Linked DNA regions of Sus scrofa: region 1 is linked to region 2. A link is a contact called in public HiChIP or PLAC-seq data. All regions are on one chromosome and are shown on one strand. The core of a region is the stretch at or near the end of the contact, and the rest is flanking DNA. Distances in the headings are between cores, read along the strand shown.

Region 1 (4,271 bases), core at 373-2,872, 61 kb after region 2:
GGCAGAACTGTCGAGTCTGAGAAAGCGAGGTCGCTGCCCCGGGGGTGGGGGCAGGAGCTACCTGCAACAGGTATGTGCCAGAGGAGGTTAAAGGCCCCACTGTGAGGGCAGCTAGCAAGGTGACTCAAGACTCCAAGCAGGGCTGGACAGGGGCCTCCCGGGTTTGGGACAATGCTGGGTTGGGAGGCCTCGGCTGCTGGGAGGCCAGGCCATGGAAGGTAGCTGTGGATCCGAGGCCCTGCGTTTGCTCATCTGCAAAGTGGTGCAGGTGCGCTAGGAAAGGTTTAAAGTAAGTGGCCTGGAAGGGATGAGCTGGGGTGGGACCGAGTGAAGAGGGTGTGACCAAGAGACAAGCCCAGGACACCAGTCAGACGGCCCGGCAGGACAGCTAAGGACGCCTGAGCAGATGACTCTTAGCTCAGAGCCAACTCAACCCCAAGGACTTCTGGCCGCCCTGCTTTGGGCGGGTGCCCGGCTCAGCTGCCAGGTAGGGCCTGCAGCCCCGCACCCACGCCTCGCTCCCAAACTAAAAATAGGAAAGACGGCCGGGGTTGACCCAGCATGGCCCTTGGAAGGCTTCCTCGTCGGAGATGAGTACTGCCACCGCCCCCCTGCCTGACCTGGGTCACCGCCCAGCTCCTGAGGGGGCTGCGCACACCCCAACCAGCGAAGGGGAGAGGGCGCGGCCGGGCCTCCCCTCCTCCTACAAGCCCCGGCTGGCGAGGGCACCGAGGCCCTGGGGACGCCAGGATGGACCCAGGATAGGACCCATCCAGACAGGACCCGAGCTCGGAGGCCAGCCCCAGCCCTTCACCAGTGGCCCTTTCCCGGCCGGAGAGCGCACCCAGGGAGGCCACGCCCCCACGCTCTGGCCGTACCTGCGTCGCGGCTTCGGCACACCTGCCGGCGGACACAGGGGGCCTGCTCGGGCCGCGCACCCCGGGGCCGTCCGGGAGTGGAACGTGAAAGACCCGGGAACCGAACGCGGAGGCCCGGGGGGCGGGCGCGTGCCCGGCGAGCAGACCGGCAGGCTCTGGCTCCAATCGGAGCGCTCGAAGCCTGCGCCCACGTGCCGCCCTGAGGCGCGCTCAGCCAATGGCGGCCGCGCGCTCCTCGGGGCGGGGCTTCCCGGCGCGCTGCTTCTTAAAGGGACAGGGCCGCGCTCCCAACCGCGACGGGGGAGAAGGCGAGCTTCCTTCTAGCTGGCACGCACCCTGCGGGCCTCTGGGTCTCTGTGGTCTGCTGCTGCCTTTCTCGTGAAGGGCACAGCGGCCTTGTCGCCTACTGGGGCTGCCATGTGCCAGCCAGGGGACGCCTCCCTCGGGGGACGAATGAGAACGTAACTGCACTCGGAGTCGCCTCCAAGCGCGGGCGCCGCGCCCCAGGGAGCGCTTCACGGGAGGCAGGCCCGCGGCTCTGGCTGAGGACCCTAGCATCCAACTCCCGCTGCCCCGTGCGCCCAGGCCTGGGTCCCGAGCCACCGGGGGCCCGGGAGCCAGCAAGCGCCGGCTGTTGAGCCTCGGGCGCCGAGGCCGAGTCCGGAGCAGAGGGCCCGGCGGCGGCGGCGGCAGGCCGAGGGGCGGGGCCGACGCGCGCCCCGCCCCGCCCCCGCGGCGCCCCGCCCCGCCCCGCCCAGCGCCGCCGGCCGCCCGCGCCCGCGCCCCGCAGCCTGCCGAGCTGCGCCGCCATGGAGGCCACCGGGGTGCTTCCGTTCGTGCGCGGCGTGGACCTCAGCGGCAACGACTTCAAGGTGAGCCCCCGGGCGGCGGCCGGGCCTCCCCCAGCCCGCCCCTCCGCTTCCTGCGGGCCCCGGACCCGCGGACCGGCTCGCTGGGCCTGGGCCCCGTCCCGAGCCGACCGCCGCGCCTCCGTCCCGCGCCCGCGGCGGGCACCCAGGCAGAACGCCGCGGGCGCGCGCGGAGAGCCCCCACCGGGCTCCGTCCAGGCGCCGGGCCCCACCCAGCCGGCCCGGGTCGGGAGCCTGTGCCCCCGCCTCCCCAGCCCTCCCTCCCCGCCCCTGTGAGGTCACACGCCCGAGCGGAGCCCTGACTCACGGCCGCGCCGCCGTCACTGCCCTGCCCCCTCCTGCCACCCCCATCCTGTGTGGTCTTGGGCAAGTCACTTCCCTTCTCCGAGCCTCGCTTTCTCATTCGAGGAAGGCACTTGAGATTAGTCTTCCGAAGGCAGGGATGCGTTTTCGTGGCGAGTGCGTCTGGCAGGTGTCGAGACCCAGGCGGCAGTTGTTTGAACAGCTGCTGAACTGAACAACCTGGGTCTCAAGGACCAGGCACTGGGGATGAGGGAGGCTGTTTTGGAGACCGGGAACCAGGCGGGCAGGGCTGGGCACCGGAGAGGAGGCGGGGCAGCAGCAGAGGCCAGAGTCAGCCTGGCTCCAAGAGGGTCATCTCCTCGGCAGGATGGGCCAGTGGGCAGACTCCGGCTGGGGTCAGTATAGTGTCAGCCCGGGTGTGCAGGGCCCAGCGGCCCAGGCTTTGGCTGGGACCCCGGGGTCGGGCCAGGGCTGAGGAGGCAGGCTTTTCTTCCTGCCTTGTTCCCTGTGTGCACCCTTGACCCTGTGCCCAGGCAGCCATACCACTTTCCTCTGCCTCCTGCCCACCATCCTGTCTGGGGGTCCCCACGTGTCCTGTACAGAGTGGGAGAGTCTGAGTCACCAGCTGGGAGTTGTAGCCGTAGGGGGAAGGGGACACCAGCCAAGGGCAGTGAAAGCACACACTGCCTAGGCCCCATGCCACAAGGGTGGGGGTACTGAGTGGGCATTTGGTTGTGGGAAGAGCTGCGAATGAGTGAACTAACCAACGGGGCTGAGGCTGGGCGACTGGCGGGGCTGGGGAGCTGTGTGCTGACGGCAGGGTGGGAGCACAGGTGGGACCTTGGAGAAGCTGAGGGGTACCCCTAACCCAGGTGCCACAGCAGGTTCGGGATGCCAGGCAAAGGCATGGAGCCCATCTAAGCACATAGTTGGGAGTGGCTGTGTCATCTGGAACAAGGCTTCCTGGGGCTGAGGTTCCAACAAGAGAGACGGGTCTCAGGGCAGCAGGTGTCTTGGATGTTAATTGGTGGTCATGACGCTTTTCCCCAGTGGGGGGGGTTTATGAATCCTGTGGGTGGGAAATTAAAGCACAGGGTGGCAAAGTGACTTGTCCAGGGTCACACAACCAGTCAGAGATGACTTTTGCTCCACAAGAGCCCCCATGGGCAGTGGAGGCCACAGGGGGTGGTAGAGCAGGGGCACCCCGTTTCCGGACCAGCGTCATCATGACGTACCACCTAGGGTGGCTACTTCCCTGAGAATGTCAAGGCCATGACCAGTCTGCGATGGCTGAAGCTCAACCGCACTGGCCTGTGCTACCTGCCGGAGGAGTTGGCCGCCCTGCAGAAGCTGGTAGGAATCTCTGGGCCAGCAGGGAGGGTCCCTGTGGATGGGGCTGGCCGGGCGGGCAGAGCCTGGGCGGACGACGCAGAGGATGCCAACGGCCATAGGCAGGGCTAGTGGGGAGGGAGTGAGCATCCCGTCCCCAGAGGAGTGCAAGAAGAGTCTGGGTCTGGGAGGGAGGGAGGCTACAGCGTGGACTGGGCCCCTGTGGCCATGGGGGGGTGGGTCTTGGGGCAGGGAGGGACACAGGGACAGCCCGCACACCCTGCTGAACCTCTGCTCCCCTGTCCCTGCCCAGGAGCACCTGTCAGTAAGCCACAACCACCTGACCACGCTTCACGGGGATCTGTCTAGCCTGCCATCGCTGCGGGTGAGTGCTGCCCTAGGGCGGGGGTGAGGGCAGGACCAGCGCCTCCGTCCACCCCGCGTCAGGCTCAGGGACCCTCTCCTGAAGTGGGGGAAAGGAGGCTTCCTTGGGTTAAGTAACCCGTGAGGGAAAAGGTAAAAATTCAAAATGCCACCTGTTGTAAACAACTACGTAACAGCTGATGCTGATTAAGCCCCTTGCCACCCCTCCCAGAAGGGCTTTTTCACACAATCCCCGCGCCCAGCAAGTTCACAGCTGAGGATGCTTGGCCATGGAGGCAGGTCCCTGGCCCAGGATCAGCCCGCCAGGCAGTGGGAGAGCTGGGCAGGCTGGGGTTGGGCTGGGAGGGGAGGTGCTCATGATGGCTCAAGTGAGCTGCCCTTAATCTGGGCTGTCCCGGTTCGCATCTGCGTTCTGTCTCTTCTCGGCTAGGTGGCCTTGGACAGGTCCCTGCCGCTTTTCGAGGTGGTCCAGTGGTGACTGCTGAGTGGCCCCGCATGGGCTTTAGGG
Region 2 (4,618 bases), core at 667-3,166:
CTTTACTTGATATGAAACTTCATAATTTCTATTTCTTCTTAAGTCGTTTTTGGTCATTTGTGTCCTTCAAGGAATTTGTCCGTTTCATTTCAACTCCCTTATTATTGTTTAATGCTTGCTTGATTTATACTGATAGCTCCTTTTGCCATTCCTGCTATTGGTAATTTGTGTCTTCTCTCTCTTTTTTTTTTTTTTTTTTTTGGTCTTTTTGACTTTTCTAGGGCCACTCCTGCGACATATGGAGGTTCCCAGGCTAGGGGTCGAATCGGAGCTGTAGCTGCCGGCCTACGCCAGAGCCACAGCAACGCGGGATCCGAACCACGTCTGCGACCTACACCACAGCTCACGGCAACGCCGGATCGTTAACCCACTGAGCAAGGCCAGGGATCGAACCCGCAACCTCATGGTTCCTAGTTAGATTCGTTAACCACTGCGCCACGATGGGAACTCCTTCTCTCTTATTTTCTTGCTTATTCTGGCTAGAGGTTCATTCGTCTTGATTTCTCCGCAGCTTTGATTGCGTTTCCTTCTCTTCTCCTTTACATGGTTGAGCGCAATTATAAAAGTTGGATTAGGAGTTCCCGTCATGGCGCAGCAGAAGTGAATCTGACTTGGAACCATGGGGTTGTGGGTTCAATCCCTGGCCTTGCTCAGTGGCTGAAGGATCCGGCGTAGCTGTGGCTGTGGTGTAGGCCGGCGGCTGTAGCTCTGATTATACCCCTAACCTGGGAACCTCCATATGCCTTGGGTGTGGTCCTAAAAAGAAAAAAAAAGAAAAAGAAAAAGAAAAGAAAGTGGAATTAATATCCTAGTGTGCTAGTTTCCGCACCTCTGTCATCTCTGCCTGTTTCTATTATTGATGATTTTTCCTTTTGTGGGGCCCATTTTTCGGCTTCTTGGCACGCTTACTAATTTTTCATTGAACACAGGACATGGGATGTGATTTGCTGAGTATTTGAACTTTGTGGTCCCCTTTAAAGGGTGTTGGACTTTGCTCTGCTCAGCAGTTACTTGTGGTCAAACTCATGTTTGATCTCTTGGAGGCTTTTAGAAATAGTTTATCTCAGGAGTTCTTGTCGTGGCTCAGTGGCAACATACCTGGCTAGTATCCATGAGGTCGCAGGTTCGATCCCTGGCCTCCCTCAGTGGGTTCAGGATCCAGCGCTGCTGGGAGCTGTGGTGCAGGTTGCAGACGCAGCTCAGATCTGGCATTGCTGTAGCTGTGGTGTAGGCCGGAAGCTCCAGCTCCAGTTCGACTCCTACCCTGGGAATTTCTGTAGGCCGTGCATATGGCTCTAAAAAGACCAAAAAAAAAAAAAAAAAAGTTTGTTTCAAAATAATGATGAAATTAGATAGTGCAGAGAGGGCCTGTGAGTCCTTTACCCAATTTGCCCCGCGCCTACGTCTTTCCTAACTATCCTACGGTATCAAACTCAGGAAATGTATACAATGCGTGTAGCAGCTCCTGCTGGGGCACACTGGGTTAATGATCTGGCTGGTCTCTGAGCGGGTGCCATCCCCAGCCTGGTGCCGTGGGTTAAGGATCCAGCATTGCTGCCGTTGGGGTGTAGCTCACGGCTCCAGCTTGGATTCCATCTCCAGCCTGGGAGTTTCCATGCGCCCTGGGGGCCGTGGAAAAAGAAATAACATGAACTAAAATAGATAAATAAAACTAAATAGTGTCTATTTCTAAGTCCTTTTAGCACGTGTCTGGAGTCACAAGCAGTGGCTTCTCGTGTCCAGGGTTTTCCTCTCCATGGCAGCCCCAGCGGCCCTAACGTCGGGACTGGAAGGCTGCGGGGAGAAACAAGGCATGGTTTCACGTGGCCTGTCGCTCTGAGCGGCACAGAGAAGTCTCGCGCCATCTCGCCCGGGGCCATGAATGATCCGTTTGTCTGGCTCCGTCCACCTGTTCGGGGCCGAGTTGCCCCGTCTGTTATCAGATCAGCTGCGGCAGCGTTGCAGAGCTTGTGCTCAAGGGACCCCTGTTCTGCTGAATAATTGTCCGAAGGTGCAGGTGCCGTGGCGCGGGCAGTGGGGACTTGCCAAGGGGGGAGACCGGCGGGGCTGCCTTTAAGCAAGAAGGGGAACGTTCTCCCCTCAGTACGGAAAGAGACGAGGTGTGTGCTGACGTGGCTGAGACCTAAGGTAAGAAGAACCCTTTCAAGTGAGCTTCAGTGGACATACAATGTTGCAGGTTTCGGGGTACCTGGGAGTGATCCACGATTTTTACAGGTTATACTGCACTTACAGTTATTATAAAATACTGGTTATATTCCTGTGCCATACAATATATCCTTGCAGCTGATGTATTTTATACATAGCAGGTTGCATCTCTTAACGCCCTACCCTTCCCTCTTCTCACTAGTTTCTTCTTTGAATCTATCAGTCCCCCCCTCCTTTTTTTTTTTTTTTTTTTTTTTTTTTTTTTGCTTTTTAGGGCTGCACCTGTGGCCTATGGAGGTTCCCAGGCTAGGGGTTGAATCAGCGCTACTTCTGACAGCCTACGCCACAGACACAGCAATGCAGGATCCAAGCCACATCTGCGACCTACACCACAGTTCGCAGCAACGCCGGATTGTTAACCCACTGAGTGAGGCCAGAGATGGAACTCTCCATCTCATTGTTCCTAGTCGGATTCGCCTCCGCTGAGCCACGACGGGCACTCCTCCTGTTGAATTTTATGTAATCTTGATGTGAATACTTTTTCAGACACACGGTTTGCAAATATGTTCTCCTGCTATGTAGCTTTACCTCTTCATCCTCTTAACAGTCTCGAATAAAGTAAATCTGGGTTGCCCTCCCCTTCCTCACAAGTCTGGGCCCTGTGCTGCTTGTGTCAAGTCTGCAAGGAGCTCTTGGATAAGGTTGTTTTTGTTTGTTTTGCTGATTTTTTTTTTTTTTTTTGCTTTTTAGGATCGCAGCATATGGATGTTCCCAGGCTAGGGGTTGAATTGGAACGACAGCTGCTGGCCTGCGCCACAGCCACAGCAATGCCATCCCCAAGCTGCGTCTGTGACCGACACCGCAGCTCATGCCAACGCTGGATCCTTAACCCACTGAGCGAGGCCAGGGATCGAACCCACAACCTCATGGTTCCTGGTCGGGTGCGTTTCTGCTGTGCCCCCACAGGAACCCCTCTTGGAGAAGTTTTGCCCCGTTTCTTGGTTGTTTATCTGGGAAGGTTAAGTCCAGTCTGTCATCCGCCTGGAAGAGGGTGTCTGCTTTGTATCTTTAACACACTTTTACACGGCAACACAGGAAGTGATAACAGTGGCGTTTCAAGTTCCTTTTTTTTTTTTTTTTTTTTTAAAGTGTTGCTGACTAGGGAAGAAAGAGAGGCAGAGGCAGAGGCAGCCTGATGGCAGGGATGACAGAGCGGATGGGGCTCCAGCTGTCTGTCCACCTCCCTGCTCCCGCCCCCCCTGGAGAAATCAGAGCCGTGAGGTGGCTGTGACCCTCGCTCAGGCAGGTTCCTTGTCCCCCTCGGGCAGAGTCAGTGGGTCTCTTCTCTGCCACCACCCCCCCCCCGCCAGGATTTGTCTCTCCTTCTCCCCTCTCTGTGACACTTCCCCCAGAGGGTCAGCTCGGCCTGGGAGTGGACGAGCTGGTCCCTGGGAATGTGGGGGAGAACGAAGGCCGTGGATGGTGTGTCTGGAGAGCCCAACACCTGGAGGAAGGCAGAGGACGAGTGAGCAGGGCCCAAAGTGGACTTGAGAAGAGCTCAGAGAGGTCGAGCGACTTACTCAGGGCTGCCCAGCACATTCACTTTGCATACCTCTGCGTGCCTTTGTGGCAGAATCAACCGACTGGTTTGCCGTCCTCGTCTGCCCCTGACCCGTGTGCCTCTTCTAATGAGTTAGCATCCGCCCCCCACATGTGTTCACGTGGGGAGCATAGCAGCCGTGGGCCAGGGAGTATTTCAGCCTCCTCACCCCGTATTGGCTGCAGCTCCATCTCCCCCTCCCTTTACAGTGGCAGGAAGAGGCGGCAGAGCAACAGGCAGAGAGAAGAAAGGTGTTGGTCCCTGAGAGTGGAGCCGCTCGGAAGCTCTTCACAGAACAGATGGTCTGAGTGGCGGAGGAGGGGCCCCGGGGTGACAGGGCCTTCCTTTCCTTGAGGTTCATCGGTGAAAGGACCCGGGTGAGCCGATGGCTTCCCACCCACCCTGCCCCGCCCAAGGCTCTAGAATGAGAGACTCTGGGGGTTCCCTGAAGACTTAGCAGGGAAGGATCCGGCGTTGTCTCTGCTGTGGCTCAGGTCACTGCTGTGGCCTTGGCTCAGTCCCTGGCCCAGGAACTTCCACATGCTGTGCGCGTGGCCAAAAAGTAAATAAAATCAGAGATTTTTAGGAGCAGCAGGAGGTGGTCTGGAGGGGAAGGAGCCGGACGCCCATTCTCCTGGAAGGGCTCTGCTTCCTGCGCTGCAGGGCTGGCCGGGCCGGGGAGGGACACGTAGAGGCCCCAGGTGGCTCTGGCCAGCCTGGGAGTGGAGAGGGCTGTGCTGGGAAAGGCAGTCCCATGTGCTGACACAGCCTGGTGGGGCACCGAGGAGGGCACAGGGAGATGAGCATCACAAAGCCCAGCAGGGTGGTGGGAGGGTGCAGAATGGACACGGC

What was found. HiChIP or PLAC-seq counts read pairs in DNA pulled down with a chosen protein or histone mark.
Region 1: a contact with region 2 is called in an H3K27ac HiChIP or PLAC-seq map of alveolar macrophages. The contact joins the promoter of FLII here to the promoter of SHMT1 in region 2. A contact is called at or near these places in 1 of 5 promoter capture datasets (liver), 5 of 47 Hi-C or Micro-C datasets (embryonic fibroblasts, fetal skeletal muscle, liver and 2 more) and 2 of 2 datasets of contacts at active chromatin or transcription factors (alveolar macrophages and skeletal muscle).

The regions. Positions count from the first base shown.
Region 1 is chr12:60,474,100-60,478,370 of Sscrofa11.1, forward strand. FLII (protein flightless-1 homolog) reads left to right here and starts at 1,623. Exons shown (of 30, transcript XM_021067983.1): 1 at 1,623-1,750; 2 at 3,293-3,403; 3 at 3,693-3,764. The coding sequence starts at 1,688. MIEF2 (mitochondrial dynamics protein MID49) reads right to left here and starts at 1,596. Exons shown (of 6, transcript XR_002337405.1): 1 at 1,214-1,596.
Region 2 is chr12:60,412,505-60,417,122 of Sscrofa11.1, forward strand. SHMT1 (serine hydroxymethyltransferase, cytosolic) reads left to right here and starts at 1,917. Exons shown (of 15, transcript XM_021067992.1): 1 at 1,917-2,148; 2 at 3,316-3,468; 3 at 3,976-4,143.